3 separate regions of the Gossypium hirsutum genome follow, and regions 1 and 3 are each linked to region 2. A link is a contact called in public Hi-C data. All regions are on one chromosome and are shown on one strand. The core of a region is the stretch at or near the end of the contact, and the rest is flanking DNA. Distances in the headings are between cores, read along the strand shown.

Region 1 (4,250 bases), core at 548-3,047, 190 kb before region 2:
AGTGTTGGTGGATCTAACAAACGTACTAGTTATTTCTTGGAAGGAAAGGTTTAGAGGAGGAGGAATTTGAGTTACTGGAAGGAGATATTCAGAAGTCGGTAATTAATGGCACTTCTTCAATCGAATTCTCTGATAGAATTCACCAGATTCTTATTCAAGATATGGAAAACAATATGGTTCTGAAGCTTTTGGGACCTAACATTGGATACTCGGTGTTACATAATAAAATTTACAGTTTATGGAAGCCATCGTCCCCGTTCCAGTTGATGGATATTGAGAATGGCTACTTCTTGGCTAAATTTCAAAAACAAAATGGATTGTGAAAAGGTGCTCTCAGAAGGACCTTGGATCATTTTTGGATAATACCTGACAGTTAAACCTTGGTCAATATCTTTTAACCCAGCACAAACATTTCCTAGTGTCGTAATCTCGTGGATAAGACTTTCGGGCTTACCAGGATAATTTTACGAGGAAAATTCTGACAGAAATAGGGGGTTAATTGAAAAGATTGCCCAACTGGATATGAACACAGACAATAGGATTAGAGGTCAATTCGTCCGTATGGCTGTGTATGTTACCTTGGATAAACCGTTGGCGTCCCAAGTCTTAATCAACGGGAAAATATAGAGGGTCGAGTACGAACTCTTACCAACGGTCTGTTTCCACTATGGATAGTTTGGTCATGTAAAAGAAATTTGTCCTTTTAGGGTCCCTGAACCCAATTCTGGAAGAACGATGCCTTCATCAGAATCTTTGACGGAGGCTGTGAGCATGGTTGTCGATGAAACGGGGGAGAAAAGCGATGGTTACGACCCGTGGATGTTGGTGGAAAAGAGATCCCGCAAGAAATCAAGGGATTCAGCGAACTCAGGGTCTAGAATTACGGAAAAGAAAAATGAAGGTTCCCGTCTTATGGCATTGATAGAAAAGGAAAGTAACGTTGTCATTAAATCTGGGAAGAATGAGGAAATTCAGGATACACGACAAAGAAAGGGGAAAGAAACAGTAATTGAAGGAAACCAAGGTGCTGGGGCTGGTATGTATAATGTGAGCCACTTTAGTAGCCGAAGTAGAGACACAATTAATGTGTTGGGTCTTAAAAATGTGGCAGGCCCTTCGAAGTCCTCTAATAATGCTGGTGGGTTAGATAATGGGCTGGTTTCGTCTAGCAACCTGGTAATTGACCCAAGAACAACTTTTAATGGGGCATTCAAAGGCCTAAGGGGAAGTAGCTTGCTGAAAGATAGCACATCGGGACAAGAAAACAGGTCGAATAGTGGGCCGGGTGAGAACAAAATAATGGCTGTGCCAGACCGGGTTATGGAAGTATCTGGTAAGCTTATCAGAAACCTGGTTGCTTATGGAAATCAAGGTCGGATCGCGGATGGTGGAAACGATGGTTCGGACTCTCATTCGCACATAGCTGGTGATGGAAATAAATCGGAGAATATGGAATAGGCGAGGCTTCCGTCGGAAAGAGTTGTTGACGTCACGGTCTCTAATGCGGGTGATGGCCTCGATTCCCGCAGGCATTCGATGGTCACTTTCAAAGAACCACAAAGAGCATTCACCAGTAACTAAAGGGAAGGGACCTCCGACGTGAGTTCGCGGAAAAGAAAAGATCGGGTTGCAGGGAAATTTTCAGGGGAGAAACATGGGGGTTCACGTCTTTCAAAATCACTCAACAAAATTAATCTTAGAAAGGGTAACAGATTCAAAATGGTGGGAGACTCCAAGGTTTTGTTGTAGGAATTAGTGGCCCATTTGGCGGAATCCATTTCTTCTCAGTCCACGAAAGCTTTGGGTTTAGGTGGCCCAACACTAAAGATCGGGCAACAGGATAAGGGAGAATTCCCTAAACAGTAAGGTTTTGGTGGTTTTATTTTTATTTTTTGTCTATATTAATTTATATAGATTTAAATGTGACGATTTTTTCGTGGAATTGTCAAGGTTGCGCTAGCAGTAAATTTATTCGTGTTTTTCGTGAATATAATATCGAATATGGTTCGGATATTGTGTGCTTGTTAGAGCCGATATTAAGTGGTAATAGGCTAATTTTATCATTGAAAAATTGGATTTTTTAATTTTCACCAGGTTGAAGCTGTTGGATTTTCAAGAGGAATTTGGATGGGTTGGAAGGAATCTATTCGGATTTGAATTATCCAAAATCACCCATAGTTCATTCTTCTTTGTGTATCTGGTAATGTTTATACTAATATCATTTTTATATCTTTTGTTTATGGTAGTCCAGACAGGAGGAAAAAGAAGGTACTTTGGGAAGCTTTGAAAGTTGCTTTACCTCATGATTCTTTTCCATGTTTAATTATGGGTGACTTTAATATTATTCTATCACCTAACAATAAAAAAAAGTATTTATGCCATAGGGAAGAGATGTAATTTTTTTTGGAAAATTTGTAGATTCTTGTAATTTGCAGGATTCAGGATTCATTGGCCTATCCTTTACTTGGCAAAAAGCTGACATGTTGAAGAGATTGGATCGAGCATTGGCAAATGATTCATGGATTTTGGCTTTCCCACAATGCATTGTTTCTTATCTACCGAGGATTAAGTCTGATCATAGGCCCATTCTCTTAAAGACTAATCTGAATATTAGCTTGGCTACAGGGAGACCTTTTAGGTTCTTAACAGGTTGGACAAAGCATGCTAATTTTCCCTCCTTGGTGAAAGATAAGTGGCAATTCTTGGGTAATATAGCTAGTTCTCTTTCTGAATTTACTTCTCATGTTAAAGAATAGAACATGCCTGTTTATGGTTTTACAGGCTCTCGTAAAAAACGTCTTATGAGATTGCTCTCTACTATCCAAAAGGACTTGGATCATTCTATCTCTACTTGGTTAATTCAATTAGAGATTGATGTGCGGGATGAGTTGGAAATTTTATAAATCACTAGGAACTTCTTTGGAGGCAAAAAGTTAGGTGTGACTAGCTCTAGTTTAGGGATCGCAACACCAAATTTTTTCATAATCGAACGGTCTAAAGAAGGAAATTTAACTGTATCACGACCTTACGCATTGATAATGGTGAGTGGTGCTCTGATCAGAACGTCCTTAAAAATGGGGCAACTAGTTTTTTCCTAGAAGCTTTATGGGGAAAGACCAAAGCCCATGAAGGATCTTCCGGCCAACATTTTTCCTCGCCTCAAGACCCAAGACATTGAGTTTTTGGAAAAGTCAGTGTCAAATGAAGAAATTAAGAAAGCCTTATTCAACATGGATCCCTTGGAAGCTCCGGGAAGCAATGGATTTCAAGTGCATTTTTTCAAGAGTCAGTGGGATATTGTAGGAAATGCAGTTTGTGAATGGGTATAAGGAGTCTTAATTGGTAACATTATTGACCCGGAACAGAATAACTCTTTGTTAGTGTTTATTTCAAAAAATGAAAGCTTAGAGGAATTCAACGAATTCTGCCCTACTAATTTGTGTTTAGTAATGTATAAATTGGTAATGAAAATTATCGCTAATAGATTTAAATTGGTTTTTCCTAACTTTATCTTGCAAGAACAAGCCGGTTTCATTGCAACGCGTAGCATCTCAAGTAATGTTATCATAGCACGAGAAGTCATACATTCTATGCGGAAAAAATGAGATGGCAAAAAAATGGATGGCGATCAAGTTGGATTTAGGGAAGGCTTATGATAAAGTGAGTTAGGAATTTATCGGTCTTCACTATAGGCTGCGAGGGTCCCGATTTTTTTCAGTTTAGTAATCATGAGGGCAATCTCATCTTCAACTATGCAAATTCTCTAGAATGGAATTCCCAACCAAAAATTCAAGCCATCTAGAAGGATCAAACAAGGTTGTCCATTGTCATGTTACCTTTTTGTGCTTTGCATAGAATGATTATGGCACATTATTTATGCGAAAATTGATAAAGGTAAGTGGTGTCAAATTCATTTTTTAATATCAGGTCCCACTTTATCTCATCTCTTTTTTTGTAGATAATTTGGTCATTTTTTGTAAAGCGGAATTGGATCAAGCTTAATTATTAGCGGACATCTTGAATCACTTTTGTGCTTTCTCTGGACACAAAGTCAGTACTCGAAAAAACAATATTTATTTTTCTAAATGAGCTAAAGGTGGTACTTGTTCACAGATCAATCAATTATTTAGTTTTTAGGTTGTTCAAAAATCTTGGCATTTATCTAGGTGTGCCTCTCCTTCATGATAGGGTCACTAAAAGTACCCTAGTTTTGTTGTGGAAAAGGTTAGGCGTAAATTGCAAAGTTGGAA
Region 2 (4,524 bases), core at 803-3,302:
CTCATTGACTTATAGTCGAAGCAATTATTATTACTATTATGTTACTTGATTCTTTAACTCATTAATTATTCTCAACTTTGCCCAACAACTAATACAACAACCCATAGTCTAATTTCATTCTCAGTTCAATTTCCATTCTATTGATCTCAGCAACAACTCTTCCATTAAATTTCATTTCATATTAAACATGACATGATACGTCTCATGTTTCAGCAAAATGCGTAACTTTAATAAATTATATTGTTTCAAATTATTTTTTTGTATGATTTAACTCTCTATCACAATAATCAATCTCAATATTGTATTTCTAGTCAGCCACTCATGTGTAACTTCTTTCATTTTGTCAACTTACCTAACAATGAAATTAAAAGGAAAAATAAATGATAAGTTGAGTTATGGTGGTACTTATAGGGAATTTCAAACTACTCGACGGTGACTTTAGCTTTTTCCTTCGCTTTTAAAGAAACCGGATTGTCAATAGCTATGAATTAACATAAACAAATAACACCATCAATAATTCACCGAATTCACAGTCAATTATTATCTTAAACAAACTTTACATTTCATTCAATTTAAATTCTTAAAATCGAAACAAGCATAACTCTCTATTTTAGGCGTCGATTTATAATCTGACTTCATTTCCTTCTATTTTAGACTATCTATTATCGATTTCTAAAAAAAAACTGATAACTACTCTACTTGATATCCACTTTATTTTCTCAAGTGAAAAATCTAACATCTAACTTCAAAAATCTAGTCATTTTTCATGTATACACTAAAAATCTATCAATTTAACATAAAAAAATAGAAAAACCATTAATGGTAACTTTCTAAAACTTTAACGATTTTATAAATTGATACATAAATTAGTTAAATTATGATTCTCCGATCTCAAAAACATTAAATTTATAATAACAATAATAAATTACACTTACCAATTTGTGGATTAAAGTTTGAAACCTAACCAAATCTATTTTTGTTTATTTTCTTCTTTTTTTTCTTCTTGCGTGGAAGAATGGAGAAGACATCTTCTCTCTCCTTCCACTTAAACTAATTTAACTTTATTTTATAATAAATAATAAATTATAACATATAATATCAACATTTTTTTAGCCCCAAATTTGGAATTTTTATTCCCATCTAAAATTTTTGGGCTATTAGCAATTTTAATCCCTTTAATTATTTTCAAATTAAAATTTATAGTGATATAAATTTACAATTTAATCTTTGGACTAGATTAAATATTCATATAAACTAAATTACTTATCCTCGATTCAATTCATTTATAGCATAACTCCGTAAATATTTTTATTAATTATCTATAGACTCGGTTTATTAAAATGAAACCTAAAATCATACTTTTTAACACCACTGTATCGGGTTGTTATATAGTCAATATTTTTTAATTAACTCATTCTAAGTCTTTATACTTTTTGAGTTTTAAATTTTTAGTCTTGACGTAAATAATAAACATTATTCTATTAACTAGATTTTATATAAATCATGCTTAGTATAAACATTTTAAAGATTACATTTTTATTATCTTACCACTATGCCTTGATATTGCATATGTGGTGATAATTGCTTACCTCTGAATATACTGAGTCAAAGGTTGGGATGTAGATGCAAAATTTAGAGGTGTTTTGTTTTCACTTCTCTTGCTATCTTTTTATATGTTTTTGGCGTCTTATAGGTTTAAAATGGTATTAGTATTTGTATTGCAGATTTAGTTTTTATATTGTAGTTTGGATATTATATATATAATTTTTAAGGTTAATATTTGATATATTGTTAGTAAAAAAATGTTTATTATAAAAATAGGTTTAAAAAATTATTACATGTCTTTTTTAAATATATATATATATAATTTTTAATATTTTATTATATTTTTATAAGATGTTTATCAACCTCTTAACTTTATTTTGTAGAGTCTAAAACTTTATTTATGAATTTGTAACGTGTGCTTGGTTTTAGAAGATGACAAGGCCTGCTTCAATCAAAACCCTATGGACTAAAAAAGGCCCCTATTTTCGGGCCCAATATAAATCTATTTCGTTGGAGCCCGCCCTCCAAACAAAAAATGGACTTATTTATTTAAGTTTGCTCGGTACGATGGCAATTAATCAGAGTAAAAATAGATATTGTTAGATTTATTATTGCTTAAAGTTGGTATATTTTGTTCCATCATTCACTTTGTTTTGTTATGAATGTAAAATATTAAAAATAATAATTACCTAAATAGATGTTTGATGCGATTAATTTTTATTTTGTCTCGTTCTATTTTAATTTAATTAAAAAAATTATTCTATTTGATACAGATTGATTTGAAATTTATCAAATGATTCAAATTTTATCATCTCTAACATCTTTTTATATATATGTATATATATATATATTTTATTTAGATGATTATGTGAGCTTGATTTTAGAAATACTTTAATAAACTTACTAATTAAAATAATACGCTCGAATCCAATGTAACATTCATTTTAAAATATTGATTGCACTTTTTGACATCTCTTATGTGTGAACCCTAAATTAATCATATGGTATCTTACTCATATAATTTCAAATGTAAAGCTGTAAGGGTCACTATTCTGTACTCGGCTTCTCATGCAATAAAGAAAAGGAAAGGGTTAAGACAGGATCCAAGGTTTTTTTTTTTTTTGGGGGGGGGGGAGGGGAGGGGGTTCTGGAGCAGATATCATACTGTTATTGTCTTAAATTTGGATATGAATTAATCCTGCTCACCATTTTCTTTAACAACCCAAATCCAGTCTGGATAATTCATGATTTTATATATATATATTTCATCTTTTACTTACTACGCCGACCACCTTACCCAAATTTATTATCTTTGTTCAACTAATCCTGGGGTTCGGTTTCATAATTCCATAAATAAACAAAAAGTCCATACCCAAAATCTTAGGTCACGGCACTGGAAAATAATTTTCCAGCTAAAAGCACATGCAATGATGCATATGATATGGGGGCCCTCAATTTCCCCTCTGCTAAATCATTACTTAAAAAGTTTTTAAAATATTTTTCTACTAGTAAAATATATTATATTATATTTTTAAAGGAAGTGTAAGTTTAAGTTTTGAAGACAATCTAATTTAGAGAGATAATTAGGAATCTAAATATTTATAGTAAAATAAATATGAAGAGTTTGCGATGGATAAAATTTTAGTGGTTGAAGAGACCAACGCCCTGCATTTACTGTTCTCTTTAAGTTGTGTTTGGTGTTGATATTGGAGAATTTGATATAATAATAAATATATATGTCTGGTATCCTATTAAATTTTGTTTTCATAACTAGTTTGTGAGATATAATGTTATTTTCCTGCCTCCCCGACAATCATGAATTCTTAGATTAATTTTTTGAATAATAGTAATTTTGCAACTTGGAAGGCGAGAATGATCTATGCGTCAAGTCGGGTTTATTTGAGATGAATTGTCCTACTTTTTTTTTTTTATAACTGGGTCACTAATTATCCTCAAGATTGTATTGTTTGGTTTAAACGTAGGAAGATTTTCTCCAAATCAAATAAATCTTGCATTTTGATATTTAGATTAACATTTTTTTCTCGTAAAATATTAGATATTTAAATATAATAACTATATCATGTTTTCAGAGCAAAATTCTCATTTCTCAATTCAATGAAACAATAAAAACTTTATTAAGTCGGTTATATTGTTTAAATGTAATTTTAGCTGCAATTCAATTTGCATCTTGTTATGTTTGGTTGATATATTTTAATTGAAAAAATTTTAGATTTTCTTAATGCACGTGCTTGAAAGATTTTTAGTAGCATTTTATTGAATTAAAGTATGAAGAAAATTAAGTCAAGCAAATATTCTTTGAAGACTTTCAACGTAGTCAAGTTTCCTTACGTGAAGAGATTTGTTATCCTAAAATGACTACTCCTATAAGATCCTTGACATTCTAGCTTCATATTAAAGACTTGTTTGTGCTAAATTCTAGGAGATTAAAGTTCACACTAATTGGAGTTTTTACAAGCCTCGAATGCCTATTTAAAGAAAGTTTGTTTATTATTCATTTACCAGCTTGAGAGAACTTATTTTAATGCAAAACTATTGTAAATAAATTGTTCTTTGATTGTCTCCAAATGTGTAAACGTTTACAATTAAAATCGTGCGAATAAATATATATATAAATTAAATGCGATATCTGCAAGCGATCAAGTCAAATTGTATTATAGATTTGTATTACAATGGAATACTGGTAAGTATTCCAAGGATCGTACCCAATAGATTGTAAATTAGAGAAATTTATTATTAAATTAATTACCAAAAAGAATTACTAATCGATTTACAAGTTAGTACTATGAATCCAAAATTAAAATAATTAAATTAATCAAACAAAAATAATCTAACTAAATTAAGTAATCTAAAATAACTTAATGGAATATCCTATTCCTAGTGTCAACGATGAAGTTCCTGACCTATTTTAGATTATATAACCAATTTAAGTTGCTAATTAACCTCGGTTGAGTGGTTTAC
Region 3 (4,529 bases), core at 1,081-3,580, 190 kb after region 2:
TGTATCAACAAAAGTTTTTTTTTTTGTAAGGTATAATGACTTATTTTACCTTTCAACTTAAGAAAAAAATGTAATTTTAATCATTTGTTTAATTTTGTCTCTTTTAGTCCTTAAATTTTAGTTGTTTATTAAATCACTTCAAACTGAATAAAAAAGTTGATGTATGTTAACACTAGTTATGCCACGTGTATATGTATGTCACGTCAGTAAAGTTAACTGATGTTAATTTTTTAATATATTTTAGATTAATTTGACGAATAATGCAAGTTTAAGAGTTAAAAGAGATAAAAAAAATAGAGAGTTAAAATAAATTTTTTATAAAATTAAAAAATTAAATAAATCATTATACATTTTTATAATATTGGAGAAATAAAACAAAAAAGGAAAGGATCTTAGTTTAATAAATGAAAACAAGTTAATTTATGGCTGTGTGTGGGGGATCTTTTGGCGTTTGCTCCAGGTTACGTCTCTCTGTCTCTCCCACCTTATATTATTACTATTATTATCTTTTTCTTGTGTTAATTATGGGTTTACAGTTGTCGCTTGTCCACGTGCGGGCCTACCAAGTCAAACCTTACTCCCCGATTATTCCACTCCCTTCAAAAAATCGAGTTGAAGCCAAAGGTCTTTTTAATTTCTTTTTAAAACTAATATCCCACTTCAATTATAAAATCTTTGTTAAGCAATTGGAGGGTAAAAGAAGTCAAACAAATTCAAAGGTTTTATCACCAAACTTTAAAAAAAAAAATACAACCATTAATTGTAAGTAAATGTCGCTCGTTCGATCTCTTTCTATATTTTCTTCTTTAGAAATATATTCAAATGTCCAATTTTTATCCTTCTTTAAAAGATAATAAATAAATTTAATTAAAGTCAATTTAGAAAATATTAATTTTGAAATTTAAATAATAGACAATATTTATTTTTAAACAATTAGAATTTAAGCACCTTATTATCTATAATATAGAATATAGATGATACCAACAATATATTATAATGGAAGGTTATATTAATCATTCGAAAGGATAGCAAATTAATGGTCAAATTGAGTCAAACCTTACAAGCGAAGGTGTTTGAAACGTGCAACGATTGACTTCGACAACGTGAAAGTGTGGATAAGTGAGGTAAGTAAGGCGATTAGTTTGGGAAATGATCGGCGATCAATCTTATAAAAATGGCGCCTAATTGCGGGGCCCAACCAACTATCTTTCTCAATTCCAGCTCTTCACAACTTGTGCCAATCCTTTTCCCAACACTCAATGCCCCCGTGAATTTTATTTCCCAATTTACCCTTCCAATCCTTTTGAGTGTTTCTTGTGTGGGAGAGAGATTTATGTATTTTGTTATATCATATTTGTCTCTTGTAAATAATAAAAAAAGAAATGTAAGATAAAAGTTTTATAAAAGATTCGAAAATTTTTAAGATTAGATTTTTAAAATATTTTTTTTATAATATTTTATTTAAAATAATATTACATAAAATTTAATATATAATTTAATAGTTAAATTAACGATTTTAATAATAAAAGAATCTAACTAATATAACCGAGATGCTTTAAGAATTTCATTAGAATAATTTAAAATTTAAAAATTAATTTAGAATAAAAGTGGGTTTAAAAATATTTAGTGAAAGTACTACATTTTTTAATACCATTTCTGAAGTATTCCGCAGACAATTGCAAAATGCACTTTGAATGAAAGAAATTCAGTTGATTTGACAATAAATTTAATAAATACTTTTTATTCTTTTTAGTTGAATCATAGAAATTTAAGTATTTTTTTCGAAATTTTACTGCATTTTATATTATCCTCATTTTTAAAATATATAAATTTGATTTAGTTTATATTTTTATTTTTTATTGACTTGGTATAGTAAGATAATTAAGCATTAATTCAGTTATTAGAATAAATTTTCATATGTAAATGAAATTATTATAAATTATTAAAATTTTAATCATAATAAATTTTAAACATAAAACACAAATATATTAAACAATTAACTTCATCAATATAATCGAAGAATTAACACATATCATGAGTATTGTATTAATCTTCTATTCATATAAATATATGTATGTGTGCCGGAGCAAAGTCTGAAATTTTGAGAAAGATTCAATTTTAATAATATATTTTTACGATAATAAAAAATATAATTTTATTATTTTAATAACTTATAATTTTTTATAATTAAACTTTATTAAAATGGACAAACTTTGTTAGAAATAAAAAAAAAACGAAAATATTCAAGGAAAGGTGGGCAGGGCAGGGCGGGGCAGGGCGGGGCAGCAAATAGCTATGAAAGTGGATGGGGATGGCTTCCTGTTTGTATGTATTTGAGACTCCCTTTCCCTTTTTACAGTGAAGGACTGAATTAAGAGTTACCAACCGCAACAGAGGGAAAAAAGAAAAAGAAAAATAAAAACAGTCGAACATGCTCTGTTTAGAGTCATCTCATTCCTTTCTACTTGTGTCCTTCAAACCTCCTTAAAATTTGAAGCTTAAATCCCCACCTTCCATTTTTGCTTAGCAAAAATCTCACTTTCATCTTCCCTCTAATCTTCCAATATATTTTCTTTGATCTTCTTTTTTTACTACCATCTATCTAAATCTACCATTTTCTTTAACCTCTTCAAGGAAAAGAAATAGTAAAAGCCAGGATTTTCGTGAACTTAGCTCTAGTTTCTTCACTGACCCTTTGCTTCTCTTTGTCTGATTTTGTTTTAGATTCATACTTCTTGCTCATCATTTACAGCAAAAGCTAAACCTTGCTCAAACTTTTATCAAGTCTAATTTATGTTTGATCTAGTTTTCTCTCTATCTAGTCCTAAACTTTTTTTGTGTTAACCCTTTTAGGCCGAGTTGTTTGATCAAACTCTATTTTTATCTATTTTTTGCACTTAATTTTAGCTCAAAGTTTCAATCTTTTCTTTTTTTTTTTTTTTGTTAGAAACAAGAAAAATGGATCCTAAGGTTTCACAATTTGTGATTCTTCTACCATTAATCTTTCTTCTTATTGTTCAAACCCTCAATGCCTTGGATTCTTCTTCTGCTACAATACCCATGAATTGTACGGACACATCAAGATTATGCACATCTTTTTTGGCTTTTAAGCCGCAGGGAAACCAAAGTCTAGCAGTGATCCAGAGCATGTTTGATGTGATACCACAAGACATTACAGTTGAAGGAGAGGACAGCCATGGCTACATATTCATAAAAAAGAACTGTTCTTGCTTGACATCCTCCAAGAATTATGCAACAAACACAACCTTTACAGTGAGATCAAATCAAGGGTATGTTTATGACATGATTTTAGAGGCTTATGATAGGCTTGCAATGGTTCCAAATGTTAGCAGGCCGGCAAGGATTGGAGCTGTGGTGTCTTTGAGGCTGTTTTGTGGGTGTTCAAGTAGTTTGTGGAACTACTTGATGAGTTATGTGATGAAAGATGGGGACAGTGTGCAATCTTTAGCTAGTAGATTTGGGGTTAGCATGGATAGTATTGAGCAAGTTAATGGGATTTCAAATCCTGATAATGTCACTGTTGGTGCTTTGTACTATATTCCCTTGAATTCAGGTTTGCCTAAAAAATCATTTAATTTTTTCTGTTTATTCTTTTTACCATTTTCTGTGTGTGGTTTCTTAGGAATTTGCATGAGGAATGCTATTTGTTTGGATATATCCATATTGAGTTGCTTTTCAAGAGATGGGCATTTATGATTTTGATGATAATTGCATAGTTTCTGAGAACTCTTTAAGTTTTGCAAATACAGGAGTTAACAAAGTTGGTAAAATAAGATTTTTGCCCATAGTTTATAATTAGGTATACTAAGGACTTGGAACTGGAGCCTACTTGGTTTCTATCTGAAGTCATAATGTGAACTTTGAGGGAAGGTGCTAATGTCATGGATTTCGGATATGCAAACAATATCATATTAATGCAAGCAATAATGAGTTCATGCATATTCTTGTTTTATAGCTGTGATTAGAATTGACAAATGTCTTTGCTTTATGATCTATTTCCTTGAATTACAGGGCTATTAATTGGTGTTTTTTCATTATGCCTTGTGTGTTGTTTGCAACTGGCAATGCGTACCGAGAATAGACATTTCTCTTGTTAATTTTGTTGGATTTACTTACTGTTTAGTTCTCCTCTTATAGCAGAAAGTTTTAGACTATAGCTTGCTTATATATATTGCAGTTCCTGGTGAACCGTATCATGTGGAGAATGAGATCCCCCCAGCACCTGTTCCTGCACCGTCAGCTGATGCAATTTCAGGTATGAATTGGTAAATCTAAGTGAAGGAAGTAAAGCCATGTTACTTGGACTGAAGTGTGAGTGTTGAATATGGGTATGTATGTGTCTGACATGGGCATGCTAAATTTTTCCATGTTATTATGTGTCTTTAGCGGGTCATATCCCCACATCCATGTTCGATGGGTACAACAAGCAAAACGAAGTCAGCTGTACAATGCCAACTACCAGCTGACAACTATAAATAAACGACATGCTTCACAGTGTGATGTATGTC

The links. Hi-C and Micro-C count contacts between places; a contact is called where the count stands out from the background.
Region 1: a Hi-C map of leaf shows a contact between it and region 2, with 5 times the contacts expected there. The contact joins two enhancer-like sites. A contact is called at or near these places in 6 of 34 Hi-C or Micro-C datasets (callus, leaf and seedling).
Region 3: a contact with region 2 is called in a Hi-C map of leaf, with 5 times the contacts expected there. The contact joins the promoter of LOC107951804 here to the enhancer-like site in region 2. A contact is called at or near these places in 18 of 34 Hi-C or Micro-C datasets (anther, callus, fibers and 4 more).

The regions. Positions count from the first base shown.
Region 1 is chrA02:83,147,749-83,151,998 of Gossypium_hirsutum_v2.1, forward strand. No RefSeq gene overlaps it. Among protein-coding and RNA genes, the nearest start is that of LOC107951807, 6.5 kb to the left of the region's middle. Within about 2 kb of position 1,798, at least 9 of the 9 cell types and tissues checked have an H3K27ac peak or open chromatin away from gene starts, as enhancers often do. A contact at or near this core is called in leaf, where this site is marked.
Region 2 is chrA02:83,334,704-83,339,227 of Gossypium_hirsutum_v2.1, forward strand. No RefSeq gene overlaps it. Among protein-coding and RNA genes, the nearest start is that of LOC107952367, 86 kb to the left of the region's middle. Within about 2 kb of position 2,053, at least 1 of the 9 cell types and tissues checked has an H3K27ac peak or open chromatin away from gene starts, as enhancers often do. A contact at or near this core is called in leaf, where this site is marked.
Region 3 is chrA02:83,526,671-83,531,199 of Gossypium_hirsutum_v2.1, forward strand. It overlaps LOC107951804 (lysM domain receptor-like kinase 3), which reads left to right and starts at 2,331. Exons shown (of 11, transcript XM_041084987.1): 1 at 2,331-3,574; 2 at 4,199-4,276. The coding sequence starts at 2,959.